Linked DNA regions of Mus musculus: region 1 is linked to region 2. A link is a contact called in public promoter capture Hi-C data. All regions are on one chromosome and are shown on one strand. Each heading gives the region's core, a stretch centred on a gene start, on an enhancer-like site or on the middle of the called end of the contact. The rest is flanking DNA. Distances are from core to core; before and after follow the strand shown. Region 1 holds the start of Nfib (nuclear factor I/B). Region 2 has its middle 63 kb from the start of Mpdz.

What was found. Promoter capture Hi-C pulls out the DNA fragments that hold promoters and counts their contacts.
Region 1: a promoter capture Hi-C map of liver shows a contact between it and region 2, with 15 times the contacts expected there. The contact joins the promoter of Nfib here to the enhancer-like site in region 2. A contact is called at or near these places in 12 of 39 promoter capture datasets (the 3T3-L1 cell line, 3T3-L1-derived adipocytes, the C10 cell line and 7 more), 1 of 15 datasets of contacts at CTCF or cohesin (the NIH/3T3 cell line), 12 of 484 Hi-C or Micro-C datasets (cerebellar granule neurons, cerebellum, cerebral cortex and 5 more) and 17 of 115 datasets of contacts at active chromatin or transcription factors (the NIH/3T3 cell line, VIP interneurons, astrocytes and 14 more).

Annotation. Positions count from the first base shown.
Region 1 is chr4:82,503,810-82,507,625 of GRCm38.p6, reverse strand. It overlaps Nfib (nuclear factor I/B), which reads left to right and starts at 1,847. Exons shown (of 12, transcript NM_001113209.2): 1 at 1,847-2,895. The coding sequence starts at 2,866.
Region 2 is chr4:81,503,587-81,507,472 of GRCm38.p6, reverse strand. No RefSeq gene overlaps it. Among named protein-coding and RNA genes, the nearest start is that of Mpdz, 63 kb to the right of the region's middle. Within about 2 kb of position 2,197, at least 8 of the 459 cell types and tissues checked have an H3K27ac peak or open chromatin away from gene starts, as enhancers often do. A contact at or near this core is called in kidney and liver, where this site is marked.

The DNA.
Region 1 (3,816 bases), core at 598-3,097, 1.0 Mb before region 2:
ATGCTTTGGGATTGTTCGTTTTTATTCCCCCCCTCTTCCCGTCCCGTCTTTCTTTTAAAAGTTAAGATGAGGTTGCCTAAAATTTATGAGAGAAGTGAGTATTTATTTGGATTAACCCCGACTGTCACCTCCTTTCATCTATAAAGACTGTCAACTTTGTCCCAGCTTTTCAAGAAGAAGAAATGACCAGTACAAAAGAAATTAACGTTGTCAGAACGCTAACTAGAGGATTTGCCTAGCGGGGGCACGGAGGCCGCTCCCCGTGGCGCGTGCCCTAAAGGGTTAACTCGCCCCGGTTCTCACAGTTTCCCCCGACTTTACCTGTCCTCCTAGACCCGCCGCCCTCCCCGCCTCCCCACCCCCTGCGCCTTTCTTCACCAGGCTCTTGGTTTACAGGGGCTGCAGCTGGTAGACTTGGCAAGCTCGCCTCATTAAGAGCGCTTTTTGAAAACGGACTGTGTTTGAGCATTTCCCTAATGAGGACAGGACGGGGTTAAAAAGTGACCATTTCATGGTTGACTTGAACCTGCCTACTTTTCTTGATGTGTCGTTGTGAAATGCTTGATGTGGGTAACTTCCACTTGGGGAAGGAAAAAGTCACTGGTTCTTTCAGGTCCGCTGGGGGAGGGCACGGTGGTCAGGAGTGCGAGGACTGGAGAAAGTTGAGGGGGGGAAAGTCCAGGACGCGGGGTGGGAGCGGGAGGCCGCGGGGGGCCTGGAAACGCTCGGCGGCCCCAAGCTAGGGCGACATGGAGCCCCGGGCGCTCACTTTTCTTTCTCCATTGTCTGGGGCAGCCTTTGATTCCTCCATTTCCCCACCCACCCCTAGCGGAAACCCGGAATTTGGGGGGCGGTGTGTGTGGGAGAGAGTGCCCGCGCGAAAGGGGGTGCTGGCCGGTCGCCTCCAGGGTCCCGGGAATCAAGTTCATTCACTCGGCGGGGGGCGGGGCGGGGAGCCGGCGGGAGCCGCCGGGGAGACCCGCAGCCGCACACGCACCCCGCGCGCTCCCGCCCCGCAGCCTCGGGCGCGCCGCGGCCCCGCCCTGCCCGCACCCCCGCGGGAAGGGAGCCGCTTTCCGCCGGCGCCCCGGGCTCTGGGGGTGGGGATTGGGACGCGGCCAGCGCGGCAGGAGGAGGAGGAGAGGAGGGGCGAGCGGTGGCGCGGCCTTCCCGCTCCGAGCGCGGCCACGTGCACCGGGCGCCGGGGGAGGGCGGGCCGCTGCGGCGAGGCTCGGGGGACCCTGGGGACCCCGGCGCCCCTCTCCGATCGCCAGTGCGAGCTCCGGGCTGGGCTGCCCGCCGCGCCCCGGGCTCCGCGCCCGTCCGCTGCAACTCCAGGAGGCCAAGTTCACTCTGGCCCCCGCCTCCACCCTCCCTCTCCCTCCAGCCGCCTGGGGTGCTAGAGTCGGCGCCCTAGCCCCGGCTCGGGGCGGCCTGGGTGTGAGGGAATTTTCCATTCGTTTCTTTCTTGGGCCCAGGCCGGTTCAGGGCTTCTCCCCTTAGGATGTTCTCGCGTCTTGAGCGTCTGCAGCGAGCAGTGAAATAACCTCTCCCTGGGCGGGTTTTCGGGGGTAAACGAAGAGTGGCAGAGAGAAGAGCTATTTTTGAAAAAAGAAAAAAGAAAAGAAAAGAAAAGAAAAGTCCCAATACTGTGGCACCGGTCTGATACCTTTAACAAATGAGGGGGAGAGACGCGAGGGCTGGGGGAGGCGCGCGGGAGGAGGAGGAAGGTGGGGGGCGGGGGGTGTGGAGAGGCTGGTGCAAAAGGAACGCGCGTTTGCAGGAGGAGGAGGAGTAAAGCGGTGATTGTGTAATTAAATAATAAAACAATCCTTAAGTCTGATTTGGAGAGAGCTCGAGCGGGGTCCAGAGGGTGGAACCGGTGAATCTTTCAACTTGCAAGTTTTTCAAGGAAAGAAAGCGAGAGAGGGAGGGGGAATAGAGCCCAGGACAGAAAAGAGGAGTTTGCAGCCAAGCGGGATCGATCGTTTGGGATTTTTTTCAGGAGGTCCTTCCGATCCTTTCCGTGGGCTGTGGCCAGCGGCACCGGCAGCGGAGTCCACGCGCGGCGGGTCAGACCCGGGGCGAAGCGGGCGGGCGGCGGTGCGGCGGGGCAGGAGCGCAGCAAAGGCTTTTCCGCCCGGGAGCTCCGCGCCTGCGCCCCCTCCCTCACCCCGGCCTCTCCCTGCTCCCCCCCACCCCCACCCCCACCCGGCCCTCTCCTGCGCGCGCCCCGCCACCCGCGCGCACTCGCTTGCGCTCCCCCTCGCGCACACACGTGGTCGGCTCGCAGCAAAGTTTCGCCTGCGATCGCCACTCCCGGATCCTGCTGCAGTGTTGGCGGCGGTAACCTTGAACTTTACCAGCGCGGTGACACATTCTCCTCGCTTTCCCCACCGCCTGGCCTCCTGCGCCCCCCTCCCCGCCTTTTTTTAAAAAAAACATTTCACCACCCACCATCACCCCAATCCAACCCACACCGAACCCTCGCGCACCCCAACCCCCAACAACAAACAACAACAACAACAACTGCAAAACAGAAAACAAATCCCCTAAACCAGGCGACCAGCAGCCTGCACCAGCGGCGGCAGCCTCGGAGAGCTCGGCCGGCGCGCGCGAACCGCAAGAGGGTTAAAAGTGTAGATTGGATTTCACCCCGGGAAATCTAGCTCGCCGAGTGAACTTGAATCTTTGGCTATTTAAGGAGGACTGGGTTTGTTGCGAAGTTGCGGTGAACCGGCGCAGTGCCCCGTCCTGATTGATCGCATCGCTGGGCTCAGATGACTGTAAAATGAATAGATGAAATCCTTGCTTCTGGAAGATTTTCTTGGGCATCTCCGGGAAAGTGCGTTTTAAGGCGAAGTCATGATGTATTCTCCCATCTGTCTCACTCAGGTACTTATCTTGGTCGCTTTCTCGAGCTTTCTCTGGCCCCAGACGCCTTTGTTGTGTCTTCTTGCTCTTGTGCTGCAGACCCTCAAAGGCTTTGCCTAACCTTGGCACACCCTGGTCTTCCCCGAGAAGTAGTGCGGAGTTGCGGTGGGCTGTGCGGGCGGCGTGGGACCACGGCTGCCGTGTGCGCCCATCCCAGCGCCCGAGCGGGGAGAGCCGGCACCGGGCGGGCGAGGCTGCTGGGGGTGGGCAGGGCCGAGACCTGCGGCCGTGAGCCCCTGTCCGCCCCTAAGGAGATTGCGGCGAAGGCAGCGGCGGCGGTGGTGGCCGCGGCGGCACCCTCACTCCCTGGCCGGTGCGCGTGGGGCGGACTCCGGCTTGGGAGCGTCTGTAGATGGACTCTTGGGCAAGGGGCTGAGAACTAGGCTTGAGCGCCTTTGGACTCTGCTGCCCACAGTGGGCGGGTGACGCCGCCAGTCTAGGTGGTGGTCCAGAGGACTTATTACTTTGCGTTTTGGGGTGCCTAAAGTCCTGTTCTACAGTGACCCACATTTCGGGTTTTTAAAGACCTCACTTCAGAGGCGATCTTTTACGCTGACAAGAAGTTGAAGTGTTTGTGGTGAATTTTTAGGACTTTTAGGACACGTTTGTTTTAAAAGTGAGACTTGTTCATTTGATGATATTTGAACATCGCTCGCAAGGCATAAAGTAGTATCAGAAAAGTGAGATTTTTTTTTTTAACTTGGAAATTTGCCTTAAGGAACAACGTTAGGAGGTAAAACACTGTCTTTATACCTAAAAACCCAAACTAGTTTCTATCCCTTCAGTCAGATGGTAAAATGAAGAAGTGGTCAGATCTAGAGACTTACCTGGGGCGCTTTCATCCTTTCATGGATGCCCGACGAACTCACCAACTGATGATAG
Region 2 (3,886 bases), core at 948-3,447:
TTGTATGGCACATTGGGAAGAAAGGTTTCCCATCGCACAGGCAATTCCCTGGGGTAACATTGTTCCATACATTCAGGCTCTACTCAGAACTACATTGTGTGTCCTAGAAAAACCTCACCTGAGGACATCCATAGTCGGGGAAATACTCTTAGGGCAGGATGAGATTCTCCTAGAGATAATGTTCTTTTTTTCCCCAAGTGGACAGAAGGTTGCATTTAGAGTGACTGTGCCTCCCTTTCCCTCCCTGCCTTTGAAGAGGGTCATATGTCCCAAGTTCAAACAAATATGTCATGGCCATTCTTATCAAGGGAGAAAGGCCAGCCTCTGAAAGTCGCTGCGAAAGGTTAAAAATAATCCAGATTCCTGACAAATTTAGGAAACCGTGAAAAATCATCAGCCCTGGACTCTTCTATCTAAATTTCACAAGTCAGTGAAAGCTGTATTTGATAGAGTTTATTCTAAACTTGTTGCTGTAACTGGTATGGTAATCATTAAGAACAGCAACCCTTGGGAGAAAAGGGGGCGGGGTGGGGAGAGCTAGAGCAAATGCTCTTTGAAGAAAACAAACACCAGCTCTTTCTTTGTCTAGCCTTGGCGCTCTTGAGTGGCACCCTTTTCAAACTTTTCTGATGCTTTTTTTTTTTTTTTATTTATTTATTTATTTATTTATTATATGGAAGTACATTGTAGCTGTCTTCAGACACTCCAGAAGAGGGCGTCAGATCTCGTTACGGATGGTTGTGAGCCACCATGTGGTTGCTGGGATTTGAACTCTGGACCTTCGGAAGAGCAGTCGGGTGCTCTTACCCACTGAGCCATCTCACCAGCCCTCTGATGCTTTTTAAATTCTTTTTTATTAAATCAGATATTTATTGTGCATGGCTCTCAGAGTGAATGTGGAATCTGGACTTGCAGGGTTCAGTTCTTTCCTTCCACCAAGTGGAGGATAGAGGTCAAGTTGTCAGACTTGGCAACAAAACTTTTACGCCTGGAGCTAGCTCACTGGTGCCTCAAGTCTCTGATTCTTAATCGAGACCCTATTTGCACACACGTCCTCTTGGCCTGTGTTTAATAGGTAATTACTTGTTCCATGTCTGTGTTCCTTGAGAAACAGAACCATAGCTAACCTCCAGAAGCAAAAGGTAAAACCGACATAGCCTATGCTGTTAGACACCCCAAATCGGACACGCAGTTTGTATTCACCGACATAGCCTATGCTGTTAGACACCCCAAATCGGACACACAGTTTGTATTCACCGACATAGCCTATGCTGTTAGACACCCCAAATCGGACACACAGTTTGTATTCACCGACATAGCCTATGCTGTTAGACACCCCAAATCGGACACACAGTTTGTATTCAGTTAATACTTCTAATTGACTGCTTAGTCTCTGAAGTGGGCAACCTCAAGCTTCAGTTGTTAATTATGTGAAGGTGTCATCAGTGACATGTGCATGTCTTTCCCCTCTTGCCTTTATAAAAGCCCTGTGCTTCCTTTGTGACAGGCCTGCCTTTACTTCCTCAGAACTACCAGGTCAAGGGAATTAATTCTGTTTCCTCGTGTAATTCTTACAAGCTAGAGAGAGTCTACAGTTCTACACCTGCCTTTAATTATTTATGGCCGATAATATATGTACTTAAGAGCTATTGAATAAATAAATAGGAGTGAATTAATGAACTGTGCACTGCTGCTGAGTGGATAGTCTCTTTTTTAATTCTAACCTTATTTTTTAAAATATGTTAAATGGAGATTTGACCAGGAAAATTTCATTTAACAGCTCATATGTACAAGCCACCTAGTCATTGACTTTATGTTTCTCTACATCAACTTAATTATTTCACTTAAGCGGTGAGCTAAAATATCCGTTAAGGGCTTTATTTTGTCATACTTGAAAATTCTCTGAGCTCACGGGATGAAACTGATTAGCATGTTAGTTTATATTCATTCGTTACAGTAATTAGGCAGTATCTTGGCCTCCGAAGGAAGATAGCTTAGCCTGGGAGAGCAATCTTGCCATTAGAGTGGAGCTTTAAAAATCCTATGTTTTGATGGTCTCGATTTATAATCATTTTAGTAAATGTGGAATTTGAACCCAGGTACATTTGTTTTCATTGCTTCTGTTAATGATTTATCAGAAGGTCAGTAGTTTCAACAACACTAATTTTTCACCCGTGGGAGATCACATTCCTTGTGACTGCCTTCCTCTCTGTAAAACCTGACCATTCACATCTCTCTGACCTTTCTCTGTTGCTGAACCTCATTCTGCCTGCAGCCAGAAAAGTCTCCTCTTTTTGCAAGAATCTATATAAATTGTTTGGGGCCAACCCAGTTAATTTACAGAATCTGGAAATTAGGATGTGCACAACACTCAGAGAGGCACTCCCCACTGTGCGGCAGGGAGAATTCTAGCAGCATGTTAACTAATGTGTGTGTATGTGTTGTTCATGGAGAAGTATGGTTAGTTGTTGAAGAAGCACCAGGAAGGAGATAGTACAGAGAAAGCAAACTGAAGGTTGTTACTTCCTGGAAAGAAGAGTCAGCCATGGGGCAATAGAAATGAAAAAGGACCACAGATTGGAGCAGTAAGAGAGGCAGACAGATAACGGTCCTCAGGTTTAAAACAAATCCTCGAAAACTTCACATTCATACTGATAAATCTTATCTGAATAAAATTCTTGTCTAGAATATTTTGGGGAAAGTATTCTAGCATTTTCTCTAGAATATAGTGCTGAATGGCTCTGCGATAATCTTGACTTGCAGTCCTGTGTCAATGCTTGAATAGCAAAGCATATTGACTCCAGGTGAGGAACCTGACGAAAAGCTTAGAGCTAGGAGCTAAACTCAGCAGGAAGTAGCAAGAAGGGATTTACAAGCTTGACTTAGAGTAAGAAATAAAATGAATATCATAGAATGGAGAGATGAAGATTGATCACCTGGCTAAGAAAACACAAATATAATTAAGGTTCAAAATAGTGTATTGGAAAAAAGAAAGGGAAATAATGTAAAAGTGGAATAACAAAAACCCAGAAAAAAAAAAGATGCACCCTGTTGAAGGTTACCAGAATTTCACTGCCCATAAAAATATAGAGATTAACAAGAAGTAATGCAGAGATGTCCCACTGCAGCCTGAACCCATCGGACTTCGTCATATCTTGGAGTCACCTGGAGTACGTTCTGACACCTTGTTACTCTCCTGACTTGATATTTCAGAGTTAATTTTTCGAGAGAAAATCTGGCCTGACTCTTCTTTGTGAGCCTTGGCAAATTCTTAGTCTGTTGGTGGTATGGCTGCAGGCCCAACTCTCATCTAGTGAATGTAGGCAGTGACTGCATGTTTTTGGTATGCAGGCCTGTTTATATGTGTACCAGAAAAAGAACTTCAGTGTAAAGGAAAAAGCCTTTAAGGTATTTCAGCCTTACAACAACTGCTAAGCGAGTGGTGGGCTACCTCCTTGTTTCTGCACAGGTTTCCCTGGCTTTGTTAATAAAAGCCAGATTCTCATTTCCATGGTTACCTTATGACAATGATGAGCAAGAAGTGGAGAGAGAGCAGATGTTAAGAGAGTCAACAAGTAATGAAACTTATCCTTCATTCCCAGTGTTAGAAGTTTGTTATTAAAAGATATGGAAAGGTAGAGCTAACATCTTTTCTGGTTTGTCCTTTCTATGTGGCTCAAGTAAAAGGCATTCTTTACCCAACAAATCATTATTGCTAGCATTATAAATTTCTAACATTCTATCAAAAGTTCAGGCATAGTATCTTTAACAAATTAAGTATCTTCAGAAAATGAAAATCTTTAGTGTACCTATTCAGATGTTTGGCCGTATGGTGCCAAACACCTGCATGTTCATTCAAGAAGCCTTTGTTGAAATGCTTGAACAG